3 separate regions of the Mus musculus genome follow, and regions 1 and 2 are each linked to region 3. A link is a contact called in public Hi-C and HiChIP or PLAC-seq data. All regions are on one chromosome and are shown on one strand. The core of a region is the stretch at or near the end of the contact, and the rest is flanking DNA. Distances in the headings are between cores, read along the strand shown. Region 1 has its middle 76 kb from the start of Gm4710. Region 2 has its middle 31 kb from the start of Gm4710. Region 3 holds the start of Crim1 (cysteine rich transmembrane BMP regulator 1 (chordin like)).

Region 1 (2,700 bases), core at 50-2,549, 2.3 Mb after region 3:
CCTCCTGGCTGAAGAAGAAGGCCCAAAACAGGATCTTTCCCAGAAGCTGTGTTGCTTTGGCCAGGAAGGTGGCCGGTTGTCTGGAGCTGAAGATGGCGCCGCCTCAGAAGTTCAGTGGCTCTCGCCTGTCCCAGAAATGGCTGGCCTCTGTATTCCACACCGTCACCTGTGCAGCCTGCCCTCCGCGGAGTCCCGGAGCCAAGGAGGCTCCCGCCGGGGCCTGAGGCACAAACCTCTCGGGCTGGCGGACCCCTGTGCACTCACCAGGAAGGTGGCTGGTTGTCTGGAGCCGAAGATGGCGCCGCCTCAGAAGCTCTGTGGCTCTCGCCATATATATATTCTCTTAGAGATTTTTGAAATGGTAGTACATTCTTATTAAGGACAGTCACCATATCCCACAGTGGATCTCTTGCATGTAATTTTTCTGTCTAGCTAGATGTTATAATCTTTGACACTCTTTACCCCAGCCCACCCTCTAGTAACTGTCCTATTTTCTACATCTATGTAATTAACATTTTATCAACCATATGTGTCAAGACATAACCCAGTTCTTTTTGTGCCCGTCTTACTTTGCTTAATACTAAATGCCTCAGTTTCATTCATGTTCTAACAGAAAGATAAAGAATTCCTTCTTTGTAAAGTCCACATAAAGTTTCCTTTATCTATTCATGCACCAATGTACATGTATGCTCTCTCCACAGGTCGGCTATACTGAAACAGTGGAGGAAGTATCACAAGACCACAGGAAACACTCAGAGATAGCCTATTGTAAATAAGACTTATTGAAGTTACTGACTGGAGGGCCAAGTGGAAGCCAAGTGAATGAGTGGCGTTTCTATCCAGCCCTCCATTCTCTGTACTCATTCTCCACGGAGGAGGTGGCTTTGACATTCTCAGAGATGGTAAGCACAGATAGTAGTCACTGTTTGGCCAACATCCCAAGGAGCATGAACAATGGTAGGGCGAGCCTCTTTTCTCCATATAAGTAAAACACTGTGCTTTTATTCCAAATGTACATGTGTGGAGTCAGTATTCTTTCAGATAACACCTTCTGGAAAATCCTGCCGAGGCCTCTTTCCATGATGCTTATGACCCAACTACAGCTCTGGAAATGGAAAAGAAAGTTTCAGGAACCCAGATGAAAGGACAGCAACTGTAAAAGCTTCAATGGCCAGAAACTGGGGTATATTATATGGCTATTTATATAAAGCCTTTGAAATATCAGAAGTGATTCATCTGCATTGTTCTGTAAATAATAAGAACCACCCTCAAATGAATCACAAGACTCAAAGTCACACATTACCATTATGACTCACACCAAAGGATCCTGAGTAACAGGGTGAATGCCGTCAGCAAGACTCATCGGAAGCAAAAAGGCCCACAAAGTATTTTACTTTTTTTTTTAATTAAAGAATTGTACATCAGCTATGCTCACTGTAGATATACTTAAAATAGCCAACTGAAAAGGCAGCCAAACTACACACACTTGTTTCTGACTCGGTGTTATCTAAGCCTATACAGAGGACATCAATTGCTTCTCCAGACACTAAAGATTTCAGGTTCATTTTAATCCCAAGATTAAAGGGATAGAAAAGATGCTGCGAGATCTTCAAGTTCATCAAGATTAGAACTAAATTGCTCCAAAGAGAACAGAATCCAATCTCTTTAAACTCTGTAGAGGGGATATTCATTATCCGTTGTGACCATTCTCACTGTTGAGTCCCATTTGAATTCTTCAATGTGATCCTCTCTTAAATCATCCCTGCTGATATTTTCTGTCCAATATTATACAGCAAACAAGCATGGCTTCAGTTCTTTTGTGAATGAGTTCCTTAAGATTGGTGCAGGGAGAATATAGGTGACCCAAAGCCTTTATTCATTTACTCAGCACTTTATGAGCATTTCTCATGCTACCCATGCTGTAGTTATTGTACAAAATGAAAGAATATGAAGATTTCACTTGTGAATTGTGAGCTTAAGAAATGACATCATTTACCTTGGGAGTATATTATGGTTGGGAAACTGCTTTCATAGTAGTAATAGCATCCAGACCTTTTAAAAACCTGCAAATAGTTTCCCAAGATTAGTCTATTAGTAAGATCATCTAATGCACAACAAAGGAAGGACACCTTTTACATCGGACCATAGCTTTCAATTTCTTGCCTTAGGCTCTCTCGATTATACAAGTTGGAGAAATAAAAGCAATAAAATTATACTTTGATACAAACTGATATGAATTCCATTGATTTATATAGTTCAAGTCACCCATCTTACTGCCCAAACTGCTCATCCTGCACACCAAAAGTAAAAATAAATCTGAAGTTCAAAAAGTACTATGAGGATTCCAAACATTTCATGAAGAATTGAAGGACAGGACACAGATCATAAACTGTGTCTTAATAAAATTATTAGACACTTTTCCTGTGTGTTCTCTCAGCTATATAACCACTCTGGAGACCTATCTGTCACCTAGATGCCTTTTTCTAACTTATTTCCCTTCTGTTTTCTTTCACTTTCTTTAAGGATCATGCATGCAGTCTGCTCCAAAATTCACACTGCTTACAGGTGACTCTCATTACTATAGACACCTCTCCTGCCATCCAGTTCCTATTTTGACCCAGTTGCTTTAATTGGAAAATATTTGATCCTAAAATCAGTAGCTTCAAACTCTACTTAATAATAATAATTATCATTTTAATA
Region 2 (2,700 bases), core at 192-2,691, 2.3 Mb after region 3:
AAGGTGGGTTTAAGCAGTGCCAAAATCTGTGTTCACTTTTAGAAACTGAAACAGCAGGAGTTTGGTGAATTTCACCTTCAGGGGTGTCATAGATGCTTGCAGCTTTCTCAGGTCTGTTCATCATCTCCTCTGCAGTGCCCTCACTTAGGCTGCCTGCTAAGGTTTGACAAAGTAAGTGTTTAAACCTAGCACATGGCCAAAGGGGTGAAAGCTACTCCCTCTCATTTTTTAAATAGCTAAGTGATTCACATTAGTGCCATGGAAGGTCCAGTTATATTAGCAGGTGTTGCCGCAGATTAATCTCAAATAGGGCAAGAGAGAGTTTAAAGAAACAGCCTCCTCTAAAAAAGTCTAAACCAGAACACAATTGAAAACAGGACAATGGATTGCAATTTTGTGTTTTAAAGATCTCATGTCCTTTTTTTTTTTTTTTGTATCAGCCTTTAAAATACTGTAAAAAAAAAAAAAAGCAAAAAAGCTATGATAAATGAAACAAGAGAGAAAGGAAGCTTTTATCTAAATTTAGAGACATTATGTCCACCCATCATAGACATAGATGTTTCCATTGCAACATTGCAATGGCTTAAGGGGTCACTGTCCTGTTAATATGGCCCATTTTTAGAACTCTGTAGTCTAAGGTACTTTGTAGTAATTATCCATAAAAATTCTACTCTCAAACTCACTAATTGACCAAATGTAGAGATTTGATCATTTCTTACTTGTTCGCCATAATTATGATAGGAAATATTTGCATAAGGTAATGGCATCAGAATTATTACATTAAAAGCTATTTTTATTAATTGTTAATCGAATGGACATTAGAAACAATCAACAGTATTGGTTTATAGATCATTGTCAACTGCACTCTAAGGGAGGCTTGCAAAATCACAGCATCTAGTCAAAATTCACCTCTGTTCATTTTTTTCAGTTTTTTAAGTTTAGAAAATCTAATGATCAAGGTTGTACAGATAAATAGAAATGTTCAACTACTCCTCTAACTCTCAATACCTAACCTACTCTGCCATCAGGCATGAATTCACCGTCAACTGTTATGTCACATTGAAATGGTTAAATCATGCCCTGAATGCTATTCTTTGTCTATCAGGTAACTGGGCCAATCTCTGTACCTGAGCACTCTGTTTCCTTCACATCGCTGATGGAGTGTGGATTCAGTTGATTATATCTAGATTTGCCCTCTGATTCCCCTACTTAAAATAAACATTCCACAGATAGGGAAATGGAGACGCTCGGGGAGCTGAGCCAAAATAATAAAATCAGGGCTGGGGAGGTGACTCAGTGGATAAAGTGCTTGCTGCCCAAGCTTGAAGACTTTAGTTCAGCTGCCCAGAGCCCATATAAAGCTAAGCAAGGTAGTATGTGTCCTCAATGCCAATACGCCTGTGGTGAGGTGGTAATTCCAGAATCTTTCAGGCCAGCTACCAAGGGCTATGCAGATGTGGATAGCAAACAAAAGAAAAAGACTCTGTCTCAAACAAGATAACAGGTAAGGACTAACCCTTGAGGTTGTATGCTCATTTTCACATGTATACTGTGGGACACATGCCTACATTGACAAACAAATGCAGGCTCGCATACAAATATTTACATACATACATACATACATACATACATACATACATACATACATGTACACACTTAAACACACAGATTAAAGGTATTAAATCATAAAAATCACAAGACTGTCTAGCATGTCCACGGTGGGAATGGGAGCAGCATTCAGGTGTTTGGTCCGTGAGGTCATTTCTTTATTCTGTTCTCTCTACTGCCACCATCCTTTCCCCACATATGACCACTCTCTTGTATGAAAGCCAAGCTTCCTCCATGACTTCTGCAAAAACCCTTTGTTTGCTTTCTTGCTTGATGACTAAGCACAAGGATGGGCGCCAAGTCAGTTCAGGACTTATGCAATTGAAACCCACTCAAGACTGACACAACCCACGTTATTATGGCTGAACAGCTAAACTCAGAGATTATGATAAAAAGAGTCCCCCAAAATGAATTATAGTAAAGCAATGGAGATTTCACAATACATTACTATTGACTTTTTTCTCTAATGACTGACTTTGTTTGTAGCATTATTGATCTAACTTCAGTCCAAAAGCAATTCACTAGAACAAAGACTGTTTGGTGTCCTTCTGTAGATACAGTTAACATCTTTCTGTGGCTCACTGTGGCAACCAGTGGCCAGAGCAGCTTTCCCATGGAACTCCAGTTTTCATAGCATACACCCTTTTACCTGGATCAGAGGTAGAAAGGATGATTCTGTTTCGCTGCTCTCAGAAGAAGGTGTACATAGCTACTGCACTAATCCACCTGGGACTTAGAGGGCACAGGTGGCTAAATTTGGCCCATTATGTTCACATCCATGTCCACACCTTGACAAAGGACAACAGTATCTAAGTCAGAAATCCAGGCAGGATTGACTGGTTATTTTTTTACTAAGGTGTCAATTAATAAGATATCAATAAGATAGAAAGGTCTCAGTTGGGTTTGGACTTTTTCTGATGGTTCTGCAGATGGGCATCCTTCCACTTTCAGGTCCCTACCATTTGGCTATCTCCTTCTCCAGTGCAGCAACACCACATTTAAGTCCATGTGATTTCCTTTGTTGTCACCAGGGAGAGAAAGCCCTGCTTTTTTTTATTAGTTATTTTCTTTATTTACATTTCCAATGCTATC
Region 3 (2,700 bases), core at 7-2,506:
GGCTGGAGCACAGGTCTACTCCGCTATCAGAAGCCGGCTGCGCGGACTGCGTACGCCCTCGGTGCCACACTGCGCTATGCGGGCAGGGCAGCAGGGGCGGACTCCCCGAGGGACTTGTGCGTGCCAGACTCCGCAGTGTGCCCCCGCACAGGGCACCCCTGCCTGGGGCGAGAAAGGCCACCCAGTGTAAGCCCTAATCACCGCACCTGTGTGTGTCTATGCGTGTTCGGAGCTCACCCACGCAACCCAACCTCGCCCGCCCCTGGGCAGGCATCTAGGGCACCCTCCAGGGGACAGCGACCGTCCCTCCTCCCCGGGAACCCTCTCTCCTCTGGGAAAAGTCTCAAGCAAACTTTGTTCCGCGCCCGCCAGGTGGGAGGGGGCGCGCAGCAGGGCAGCCGTACCTTCGCAGACGCCCACTTCGTACTCGGTGATGGAGTCGCCATTGAGCGGGGGGCGGATGACACAGCGCAGCCCCCGGTCGCAGGCTCCATGGAGCCCATAGGCTCCACCGCAGCTCTCGTTCCTCTGGCGGGCGCACATGTAGCAGCAGCCGCAGACGCCCTGCACGATGCTTCCTGGGCAGCTCCGAGGCTCCTCGCACTTGGACTCGTCACAGGGCAGGCAGACCAGCGCCCGGGTGCCTGAGCGCGCCAGCAGCAGCAGCAGCCCCAGCAGCGAGACCGAGAGGTGCCCGCAGCCGGCCAGCCCCCTGCCCCCCGCCACCAAGTACATCCTCCTGCGCCGCCGCCTCCTCCTCGCAGTCGGGCCGGGAGCGGGGCGGGCGCCCTCCCCTGCGCGGGGCACACGCGCCGCCGCCGCACCCGCAGCCCGCGGTCCTCGTGCCCCACTAGGGGCCCCCGGGGCGCTCCTCCCCTCGCGGGGCGAGGCCCCCGCCGCCCCTGCGGGCCGCGCCGACCCGGAGCCCACGAGCGTTGGCGCCAGCGGCAGCGGTGGCGGGTGGCTTCCCCTCCTCCTCCTTCTCCTCCCGGGCGGGAGGGGGAAAAGAGGAAAAAAAGTTTCCTCTCGGCAGCTCCGGTTCAACCCAAACTTCTGGCGGCGGCGGTGGCTGCGCACCGCTCCGAAGAAGGGCTGGTGGCTCCTTCTGGTCCTCCGCGCTGCTCCTGATTGCCGGGGAAAGACGACGGCAGCGCAGCCTCCGGGCCGGTCCCCGCCTCCCGAGCCGCCGAGTGGGCGCGGTGGCTCAGCAGAAGGTCCGTGGCGTCCGTTCCTTGTGCCCGGCTCGGCTCTCTCCCGCGCCGCTCCTCCGGGCGCTTGTTTATGGCTGGAGCCTCCGCCGCTCCGGCTGCGCCCTCCCCCATCCTACCTCATTCCCCCCCCCGCCCTCCCCGCGCCGCGCGCTGCTCATTGGCTGCCCCCCCACCCTCGGGCCGGCCGGCCCCCTCCCCTCCCCCTCGCCTCCCTCCGGGGCTGCCCCGGCCCTTCCTCCCTCCACGCCTCCTCCTCCTCCCCCTCTCCTTCCTCCGCAGCCCGGCACCGAGTCGGCCCTGCTGCCGATCATCCGGGCTCGGGGCCCGGCCCCGCGAGCGCGCTGCGGCCGGGGATCTGAGACAGTCGTAGCGACGCGAGCCCCCGCCGGCACCGGGCCACGAGGGCTAGCTTTGGAGCACCGGGGGCGGGACGGCTGCACCTCCGGGTGGTAGTTTTGAGTTCAGAGAGTGGCGGGGATCCTAGCCGGAGCTGTTGCTGCAGCCTAGGCTGGGCACTGGCCGGATCGAACCCCAGGAAAGGGAAGCGAACGCGTGGAATTTCCGCAAACTGGACGAGAATCCATCTTCCACTCGAGCTGGGAATAGACTTTGTAAAAGATATTATGTAATGGAGTCTTGGAAACCTGGAGACATCTCCAGGGAAACTGCTGGTGGGGTTGAATGCTTTAAATGGTCTAGGTAAATATTCTGAGCTGGGACAATGTTGGGGAGGGCTGCAGCTTGAATTTTAATGATCCACCTTCTGTATGTCTGTGTGGAGGTGCTGTATCATGGGAGGGGTGACTGGAAAGTAACAGAGCTTAATCCTCTCTGGAGTAAGGCTCAACACTAGATTACAAGTCTTGACATGACGCTAGGCTGGAAGAGCCTAGGCATCCTTACATGCCACCTGACTGTGCCGTTTTGTTTTGTTTTTTCAGGCTCGCGAGCTAAAGAGGCGTGTTTCCCTTTTCTTCCTCCCATTTTTCTTTCCTAAAAGATTTATCACGAATGTATTAATAAAGAAGATGGGTGGTAATATATTCTTTGTGGCGAGACATGAAACAACTGGAGAGGAGCTGTGCACATGTGGAGGATTTCTCCTCAATGATTTCAGAGATTCTCCCAGTGATAGCTCTGATCCCTCATCAGGAGAGAACCAGTGGCCCCGTCGATGTTTTCTCCGTGCCCCCTTACAGGAGTATAAATAAAACAGCCCAAGGAGGGAGGGGGGAGTGATTTGAATCATTATGTAAAACCCGCCTGGTGTTGGAGCAGGTGTGAAGTGGGCTTGGCTGCCTGTGCATGGTCTTGCTGCAGATAGGTGGCAGCTAGTTAGATCAGGAGCATCATGACTAATGAGCCAAAAGTTAATGGCACCAGTACAAGGAGAAAGGACACAAAGATGCCTTTGGAATTTTGTTTGTGGGACAGATTCATATTTCTGCAGAATATTATGGTTTATCTGTGGTAGTCATCATCATCAACA

The links. Hi-C and Micro-C count contacts between places; a contact is called where the count stands out from the background. HiChIP or PLAC-seq counts read pairs in DNA pulled down with a chosen protein or histone mark.
Region 1: a contact with region 3 is called in an H3K27ac HiChIP or PLAC-seq map of embryonic fibroblasts, with 34 times the contacts expected there. The contact joins the enhancer-like site here to the promoter of Crim1 in region 3. A contact is called at or near these places in 5 of 39 promoter capture datasets (cranial neural crest, frontonasal cranial neural crest, hippocampal neurons and 2 more), 4 of 484 Hi-C or Micro-C datasets (adipose-derived mesenchymal stem cells, cortical neurons and embryonic fibroblasts) and 4 of 115 datasets of contacts at active chromatin or transcription factors (astrocytes, embryonic fibroblasts, embryonic forebrain and 1 more).
Region 2: a Hi-C map of embryonic fibroblasts shows a contact between it and region 3, with 3 times the contacts expected there. The contact joins the enhancer-like site here to the promoter of Crim1 in region 3. A contact is called at or near these places in 8 of 39 promoter capture datasets (the 3T3-L1 cell line, the C10 cell line, cranial neural crest and 4 more) and 1 of 484 Hi-C or Micro-C datasets (embryonic fibroblasts).

What each region holds. Positions count from the first base shown.
Region 1 is chr17:75,935,405-75,938,104 of GRCm38.p6, reverse strand. No RefSeq gene overlaps it. Among named protein-coding and RNA genes, the nearest start is that of Gm4710, 76 kb to the right of the region's middle. Within about 2 kb of position 1,299, at least 45 of the 459 cell types and tissues checked have an H3K27ac peak or open chromatin away from gene starts, as enhancers often do. A contact at or near this core is called in adipose-derived mesenchymal stem cells and embryonic fibroblasts, where this site is marked.
Region 2 is chr17:75,890,957-75,893,656 of GRCm38.p6, reverse strand. No RefSeq gene overlaps it. Among named protein-coding and RNA genes, the nearest start is that of Gm4710, 31 kb to the right of the region's middle. Within about 2 kb of position 1,441, at least 12 of the 459 cell types and tissues checked have an H3K27ac peak or open chromatin away from gene starts, as enhancers often do. A contact at or near this core is called in embryonic fibroblasts, where this site is marked.
Region 3 is chr17:78,198,804-78,201,503 of GRCm38.p6, reverse strand. Crim1 (cysteine rich transmembrane BMP regulator 1 (chordin like)) reads right to left here and starts at 1,256. Exons shown (of 17, transcript NM_015800.3): 1 at 405-1,256. The coding sequence starts at 735. It overlaps Gm32282 (predicted gene, 32282), which reads left to right and starts at 1,479. Exons shown (of 2, transcript NR_168063.1): 1 at 1,479-1,910; 2 at 2,153-2,254.